Linked DNA regions of Sus scrofa: all the other regions are linked to region 3. The links are chromatin contacts, called in public HiChIP or PLAC-seq and promoter capture Hi-C maps. All regions are on one chromosome and are shown on one strand. Each heading gives the region's core, a stretch centred on a gene start, on an enhancer-like site or on the middle of the called end of the contact. The rest is flanking DNA. Distances are from core to core; before and after follow the strand shown. Region 1 holds the start of WASHC5 (WASH complex subunit 5). Region 2 holds the start of C4H8orf76. Region 3 holds the start of RNF139 (E3 ubiquitin-protein ligase RNF139).

The links. Promoter capture Hi-C pulls out the DNA fragments that hold promoters and counts their contacts. HiChIP or PLAC-seq counts read pairs in DNA pulled down with a chosen protein or histone mark.
Region 1: a promoter capture Hi-C map of fetal liver shows a contact between it and region 3, with 2.4 times the contacts expected there. The contact joins the promoter of WASHC5 here to the promoter of RNF139 in region 3. A contact is called at or near these places in 2 of 5 promoter capture datasets (fetal liver and liver) and 1 of 47 Hi-C or Micro-C datasets (heart right ventricle).
Region 2: a contact with region 3 is called in an H3K27ac HiChIP or PLAC-seq map of alveolar macrophages. The contact joins the promoter of C4H8orf76 here to the promoter of RNF139 in region 3. A contact is called at or near these places in 1 of 5 promoter capture datasets (liver) and 1 of 2 datasets of contacts at active chromatin or transcription factors (alveolar macrophages).

Annotation. Positions count from the first base shown.
Region 1 is chr4:14,596,628-14,599,426 of Sscrofa11.1, reverse strand. WASHC5 (WASH complex subunit 5) reads right to left here and starts at 1,294. Exons shown (of 29, transcript XM_021088931.1): 1 at 1,099-1,294. It overlaps NSMCE2 (E3 SUMO-protein ligase NSE2), which reads left to right and starts at 1,235. Exons shown (of 7, transcript XM_021088938.1): 1 at 1,235-1,363.
Region 2 is chr4:16,135,911-16,138,610 of Sscrofa11.1, reverse strand. C4H8orf76 reads right to left here and starts at 1,433. Exons shown (of 6, transcript XM_013996506.2): 1 at 1,279-1,433. The coding sequence starts at 1,395.
Region 3 is chr4:15,181,189-15,183,888 of Sscrofa11.1, reverse strand. It overlaps RNF139 (E3 ubiquitin-protein ligase RNF139), which reads left to right and starts at 1,369. Exons shown (of 2, transcript XM_001927531.7): 1 at 1,369-1,962. The coding sequence starts at 1,782. All of the region lies in intron 1 of TRMT12 (tRNA wybutosine-synthesizing protein 2 homolog), which reads left to right.

The sequences.
Region 1 (2,799 bases), core at 45-2,544, 580 kb after region 3:
CTAATCAGAGCTATAGCCGCCAGCCTACGCCACAGCAACGCGGGATCTGAGTCTGCGACCTACACCACACGGCAACGCCAGATCCTTAACCCACTGAGCAAGGCCAGGGATCGAACCCTCATCCTCTCGGATCCTAGTCGTCTCCGTTAACCACTGCGCCACGATGGGAACTCCAAGAAAATCTTTATTAGAGGACAAAAGAAGACCTATTTTTATCCTCTCATAAAATCTCAGTTCCATAAAGAAGGAAGCACTGGTTTCCATCGATCTATTAGTAGGTACAAACTACAGTGGCCCTTGATCAGGTTAAAAAGGAACAGCACATCTCTTCCAGAAAAGTTCTAAAATGATCCTAATCACTCTGGCCTGATTCATGAATCCCGATAAATAAGAAAAACCATAAGGTGTTTGTTGTGGGCAGAGGCAGTAAAGCCTCTCCCTCCTCGCCTCCAACCCCGTTTCACCTATGGTGTAGGGAAGTTCCACACACTTGGAATCAGGAGACAAGGATCCATTATCCGCTCGGTTAAACCCCCGGCCCCCGCCGCCGCGCCTGTCGCTCCCGTTAACGGGGGAGTTCGTTAATGACCACAGACAAATCAGGACCTTCGGAACTATTTCTCGAAATGAAAAGGACTTTGATATGTCATAGGTAAGGGAATTAAGGTGCAAAAGAGGAGCAATGATTTGCCCAAACTCACAGTCCATGACAGAAATAGAATTCAAAGCCAGGTCCGTCAGATTGTAAAAGCCCGCACCAACCACTCGATTTTCTTGAGTGTAAGTGGAGAAATATCGACGTCCATACACCACTGCTCCCAGGAACTTGGAAGGACACGATGCTGGCCAAGTAGCTGAACATCACTTTCTAAAGCGCCAAAGCGCGTGAAAAATTGCTTCCACCTGAGTGGAGATGCAGAGCCTGGATTGCAGCCGCAGCCGCAGCCGCAGCCCCAGTAAAACCCTCATTCCTCCAGGCCAGGCTGTCCCATCCAGACCCCACCCCACGCCGCAGAAGCACCCCTGGCCAGAGCGGCCCAGCCCCGGGGCGGCGGGGAACGTGAAAGGAGGAGGCGCGCGCACCCCGCCCCGACTCACCTGTCCCCCGGGCCGCTCCAGGGCGCACGCGCAAGGCCGGCGGTCTAGCGCGGAGTCAGCACCCCGGCCCCCACCTCTTTGCCTCCGCAGGGGTCCTCTTCAGTCCCCCGCCCTGGCTCCAGAGCCGGCTGGACCCCGGCTTCCGCCCCTGGCTCCCTGGGCAGTCACATGACAAAGGGGCGGAGAGTGGGGCGGGGCATCATGTGACCACTCGCCGTCGACGACTGATGACGCCTGAGCCCGCGCTCGCTGTTTCAGCGACAGGGTAAGGGAGTTAAGGAAGGAGTTGGGGTTCGGGGTGCGAAGTCAGGGCGCAGCCAGGCAGAGGTACATCGGGGAGCCAGGTACGGCTGGAGCGGGGGATGGCGATGGGGAGGGTGATGGGGGGTGTCGTCTCCCTCTCGGGCGCTCCGCGGGTGCCCTGAGCTGTGGTTTGTGGACCTGGGTTATGGTCCTAGATCTGTTTACGCCACAGGAATGAGGTAGGGGCCGTTTACCTCCCTCTCCAAGACGCCGTCTCTACATCCTTGGGTTCTCAGTACGTAGGGGCAAAGATCACGAATTCTTTTTTTATTTTTATTGAAGTATAGGTGATTTACAGTGTGGCGTTAGTTTCTGGTGTACAGCAAAGTGGTCAGTTATGCATATACTTTTTCAGATTTTTCGGTTATAGGTTATTGAGATACTGAATAAAGTTCCCTGTGCTATACAGTAGGACCTTGTTGTTTATTTTATATATAGTAGTGTGAGACCATGAATTCTTGATCGAAGTAAATGTAGTTTGAGCTAGCTTTCTAAGCAGGGCCTTGGGAAGATCTTTAATTAAACTCTGGGCATCAGTTTCCTTTTCTATAAACGGTGGTAGGATTAATGATAATGAGAATGGAAGAAAGCCTAGGGCACCAGTTTATAACATACTGTAGGGGACCCAGCAATGACGGTTTCTTTTATTCTGTAACTCTCCCAAATCTTTATTTGATTGCCTATTTTTGTGTGAGGAGCTGTTTTATGTTGAGTAGAATATGTCAGAATTCTAGTTTTAAGTTGCTTCCAGGGCGAAAGAGTGGCAGACATGTGAGCAAATAATTGTGGTGAGTTTTATAATACAAGTTTGTGTGTGAGAGGGAGAGAAAGAGAGAGAGAGATAGGGATAGTGGTAGCATGAGGGAGAGAACAAGCAGTTGCTTGTATGGATAAGAGAAGGCTTCAGAAAGATGTAACCTTGCGTATTGAAAAAGAAGATACAGCTCTGGTGGAACTTGTGTAGGCCCCTAAGAATTTAAAGGAGTATCAGTATTTAAATTATTTGATCTGTGCTTATTACTTTCTGTACAAAAAGATGAGAGGAGGGAACAGAGAAATATTTTTATTTTTACCTAATAATTGGCCCCATCTAGAGAGAATCTTATGAATGTTTCTATCCTATCTCCACTCCCCACCGCCCCATCCATATGTTGAATTCCGAATGCCAGGGTGATGGTATTAGGAGGGAGCGGATGTGGGAAGTGCTTAAATCTTGAGGATGGAGGTCTCCTGGAGAGCTGCTCCCTTGTGCCTTTTACCATTTGACAACACAGAGCTAGAACTAGAAGGCCCTGGCCATGAACCACAGGAAGAGGGCCTTCATCAGAACGTGACTGTGCTGGTGCTTTGACCTTGGACCCACTCTCCAGAACTGAGAAATGTTTCTATTGTGTATAA
Region 2 (2,700 bases), core at 184-2,683, 950 kb before region 3:
TTCAAACATAACTGCATTTGTGACGGTTCCACCGTTAGGTCAAAATTTCTTGGTTCTATTCCCAAAAGAGTTGTATGGGTATGACTACCTCCTTAGTAATAGAGTTTCCGTCTCAGCCTGATCCATCACAGCGGGAGAAAGCTAGCCATCCCCAGTTCTCCCTGAAGCACTGTGTAACTCAACAACCTATACACTGAAGCCATGCTTTTCCTTTGTATTTTACTGCCCTCCAATCACACACTGTATCAGATTATGTGCCAATCCCAACCTCTGGAACTGCACAACTGCAAACCTCCATCCAGTTTTCACTATCCTACTGGGAAATAATCAAGCAAAACTGGCTTTCAGAGGCAAGAGTTCAGAAGGGGGTGGCTTTAAATATTCCATTCATCAGCTTTTCTAAGAGAGAAAAGCTGTGAACAAGGATGAGCCTAAGAGGGGACATTCTGGATAAGGTAAACACCTGGTCCCACACAGAGAAGGCAGGGAAAACAAATCTAACCAATTCTAAAGACAATTATTTTTTGGATTTTACTTTATGAAGTATACAGCACACCATACCTAGCAAAGTATTACCTCATTCCACTCGCATAATAACTCTGTGAGCCGCAAATACCTTTTTTTTTTTTTTTTTTTTTTTGGCCCGGCCCTTGGTGTGTGGAAGTTCCCGGACCAGGGAGTGAACTTGTGCCACAAAAGTGACCCAAGCTGCTGCAATGTCAACACCGGATCCTGAGCCCGCTGTACCACAAGAGAACTCCCATCAAACACTATTTTTCTAAAATGACAAATAAGGAAATGACACCTTGAAGGGCAAATGGTAAGGCCAGTGCTGGAATTCAAGGGTCCAAGCTCACAGTCATGGCTTTTTAACGTGGTACCACAGGACTTTGAAAGCACTTTCCCTCCATGCTTTTAGTCTACAGGACAAGTACTTAAGGTCACGTGGAAAAACTGCATGTGGCAAGGAGGAAAAGTAAGTGAAATAAAACAAAAATACAATTCAGTAATTCCTGAGCGCCTGACATCTCTAAGTAAAGGATTTTAAGGAAAATAAGAGAACACATGTAAAGGAACCCAGCCCAGTGCCTGGAACATTCGCCGTGGGGGAAGGGATGGCAGGGAAGACCAGGTGGGCATAAGATAGCCCAGCTGTGGGGAGGGTTTGGGCTGGAGTTTGACAACGCGGGCGTGAGGCTTCCAAAGCCTGTCAGGCCGAGACCCGCGGAGTGCCGGGCTCAGGGGCTGGGGTGAGGCCGAGAGGCGGCGCTCTCTCACCTGCGGCTCGCAGCGCTTGGCGATGTAGGACGATGGCGGTCCAAGCTGCCGCTCCCGCCTCTCCTCGAACACAGAGTCCTCAAACTCGCCGCCGAGCAACCAGCACCCGGTCTCCATTGCGCCGCCAGGACTCACGCAACGAGAGGAGGCGGGGCCTAGAGCTGCGCCCACAAGCGAGCGGACGCAAAAGAGGCGGGGCCTCGGAGCCCAGAGCGTGGCATGCTGGGTCTTGTAGTCTTTAGGCGGGAGCCAGAAGGGGACTTGGCCCACCAGGTTGAGCTGAGATTTTTATCTGATTCATGGCTGGAACAGAACTTGACTTCTCTGCTTCAGGAGCTGGACAGGGTGATCCTTAGGTTCACGCATCAAAAAACACTGGCCTCAGGGCAGCTGTTTAAAATTGATACCTGCTGGGAATTCCCATCGTGGCTCAGCAGTAAGGATACCCAACTAGTATCCATGAGGATACAGGTTCAATCCCTGGCCTTGCTCACTGGGTCAAGCTGTGAGGTGTGGCGTAGTTTGCAGACACAGCTCGGATCCAGCTTTGCTGTGGCTGTGGCATAGGCCAGCAGTGGTAGCTCTGATTTGACCCCTAGCCTGGGAACCTCCATATGCCTCTGGTAAGGCCCTAAAAAGCAAAATAATAATAATGATAATAATAATAAATTAAAAATAAATTAAAAAACTGGTAGGTACCAGTTTTTCACTATTGATGACATTCCTGGAACTGTGTTAAGAACTTTTTTCTTCTCTTTTTTTTTGTGTTCTACTATATCCTTTTCTAACAATTTATGAAAGGCACAATGATTCCCACTTTGCAAATGAAAAATTGAGGCTTGGAGAGGTTAAGTTACTTGCTCAGGATCAATTATTATGTGGCTAAGGGCTGAAAGGAAAGAATTGAGTCAGTGTCCCCCCGTCACCACAGAAGAGGCACACTAATAATAAAGACCAGGGTACAGTACCTCACACATTTGTTAATAGAAAACATGAAGCTTTACTCTGGAGGCTCAATCAGGGAGCATTAATTCTTCTTGAAAACAAAAAAACCCACTAAATTCCAGAATTCTAACACCAACATTTACTAGAATTCTTATACTTTCAAGATGTTCCTGGAGTTCCTGTTCTGGCTCAGTGGTTAATGAAACCAACTAGCATCCATGAGGACGCAGGTTCGATCCCTGGCCTTGCTCAGTGGGTTAAGGACCTGGTGTTGCTGTGAGTTGTGGTGTAGGTCGCAGACAAAGCTCAGATCCTGAGTTGCTGTGGCTGTGGCATAGGCCGCTGGCTACAGCTCCGATTCAACCCCTCGTCTGGGAACCTACATACGCTGCCAGTGCGGCCCTAAAAGACTGAAATAAAATAAAATAAGATGTGGATGAAGATGAAAATCTAGAGAATGTATACATGTATGTGTGA
Region 3 (2,700 bases), core at 120-2,619:
CTTAACCCACTGAGCGAGGCCAGGGATCAAACCCATAACCTCATGGTTCCTAGTCAGTTTCTTCTCCGCTGTGCCAGGACGGGTACTCCTATCCCCCTTAATCTGTCTTGGTTTATAATTAAGACTCTGACCTAACTTACACTCCTGCTGGTTAAGGAACAGAAAGGATAGCCAGGTTATATTAATTACATGTATAGGCAACAAATTTAGATCTTTTCCTTCCTAGGTTTGTTGCTGGGACCCTAAAACTAAACCAACAAAAGAGATTAACAGGAGAATAACAAGTTTCTCCGGTGTATACAGGCTTGGAGAAACTAAGTGATCGACAACTCAGGTGGCTACAATTTGGGGCTTATAAAGCTTCTTAACAAAGAACAGTGCATTGTAGAGAAGTGATAAGACAAAGGAAAAGGAGTTTAGGCTTTTAGGGGTGGCAAACTTGTGTAAGGTAAGTATGTGGGGGAAACTAATAAAGATAAGGATTGGTAAGACTTGTGACTGAGTCTACAAGTTTCCTTTTGGTAAAGGAGAGGGAGTCACCTTTACAAAATGGAAACTTATGTTCGCTTTTTAGGCAAATGGGAGGACGGTTAAGTGCTGAGGTGGAGAGTTTTTTGTTTCTGTTTCTCAACTGTCTTCAACTCAAACATAATCATGTCAAAGTGGCATACTTTGGGGTGGCATGTTCTGATTCCCTACAAAAAAGAATGGCTTCTTCTGCCCTGAGAAAGAACGGACTGCCTGGGCGTGCATACCTCAAAGGTTAGAAACGAAGAGGCCAGAATTCTTGCCCTTAAGTTACAGTGGCCCTTGATATTAGTAAAATGTGGCCAGCAAGTGTCCGCAGTTGTAACCAATCGGGTAGGAAACAGGAAAGTTGATGCGCAGAGGGATGCGAGGGCTACTTTCCTTGGTAATGCCTACCGCACCCAGCCCAACCCAAAACAGCAGCCACTCAGCACTGCGCATGCGGCGATGCCTCCAACAGGTCCCCAAACGGCCTTGCAGCATCTTCCCCGAAGAGTCAGCAGCTCGGATCCCGCCTTTGGGTGGGGTGGGGTAGGTCTGACGTTCGGCGCCCTTTGTCTTTCCTCCTTCCTAGCAGCTCTATATCATGTTTACGGGACGTTTAATGGTCTCTAGTAGAGCGACTAATAATTCCCTCCCGCGGCCCAATCCCTCACTGAGCCTTCACCGCCGTGGGTGACGCGGCCACTCTGAGGCCAGAGGGCGCGGCTGCGGAAGAGCGTCTGCGCCAACAGGTGGCGCCCAAAGCCGTGACGACGGCGCAGCCGCGGAGGTGGGCGGGAACCGCGGCAACGCTCAGGGACGTCTGGTACGACGAGCGTGATGACCGAATGGGGAGCGTTCCAAGCGCCGGATTATGACGCGACGTCGGCGCGCGGGCTCCGCGGTCTCGCGTAACCGCGAGCGCAGCCTCCCGGCCTGGCAACAGCAACAACGGCAGAGGCAGGCGGGCGAGGTCAAGATGGTGGCTCCGCGGGCGGGGGAGGCGGTGGAGGGGGGAGGAGCCAGGCGATAGCCGGCCGGAAACACCGACACCCAGAGGCCTCCCGGAAGCCGCCGCCGCAGCCTCAGCCGCCGCCTCCGCCGCCTGCTCCAGCTCGAGAGACGCGAGCGGGCGGCGGGGCGGGCCGTGAGAAAGACTCGAGAGGAGGGAGGGCGGGGCGGAGTCGCCCGCCTCCGCCCCCAGCCGGCGTCCCGGGCCCTGCCCCACGCGGCCCTGCCGGGCCCGCCCAGCCCCGGTGTGGCAGCGGCTCATGGCGGCGGTGGGGCCCCCGCAGCAGCAGGTGCGGATGGCCCATCAGCAGGTCTGGGCGGCGCTCGAAGTGGCGCTCCGGGTGCCCTGCCTTTACATCATCGACGCCATCTTCAACTCCTACTACGATTCCAGCCAAAGCCGGTTTTGCTTCGGGCTCCAGGTCTTCCTCCGGCTCTTTGGTAAGGGGGACTGGGTAGCCTGCGTCCGGAGACTGCCCGCTGGGCCGAGACGTGCTGCAGGGAGCGGGCGGGCGGCCGCGCGCAGGGTGTGTGTGTGTGTATGTGTGTATGTACACACACCAGCCCCCCCCGGGGGCGTCTTTGCAAGCCAGGGGAGGAGATGACACTTGTCTCAGACTTGACAGCGGAGCAGTCCTCCCAGCGACTCAGCCTCCTGTTCATTTTTGCCTCTAAGGGCTGGGAGAAAACATCAATGTGTGAGCGTGCGGCTTTGAGCCTGCTGTTTCTCTTGGGAAATGAGTACTGGTTTACCGCGTCCTATGCGACAGCTTTGGAAAAACAGCAACTGTTTTTGCCCCGTCTCGCAGTGCGTGACCTTGGGCTCGTGGAGCCAAAGCCTGGGCCTCAGTTTCCCGGTTTCCAAAATGCAGAGTACTCTTATGTTGCCATTTAAATGACATCCAAACGGAGGAGACAAGGTTTCGAATGTCAGACCTTGAAACCATTACCAAAAATCCTCGTGAAGCAGGCAGTACTTATAATGAGTCCTAAAATTTCCCGCGAATAGGGAAGATACTGAGAACGGTTATAAAAACGTGGCTAGGAAGTGATGACACTTCTGAAAATCATTGTCTTCGTCGTGTACGAATGGAATGTTAAAAACATCTTATACTTCCCTCCCTATCTTCACTTGCACTCCCAGAGTGAGAAACGTTTATGCTTAGAATTTTTTAAGTA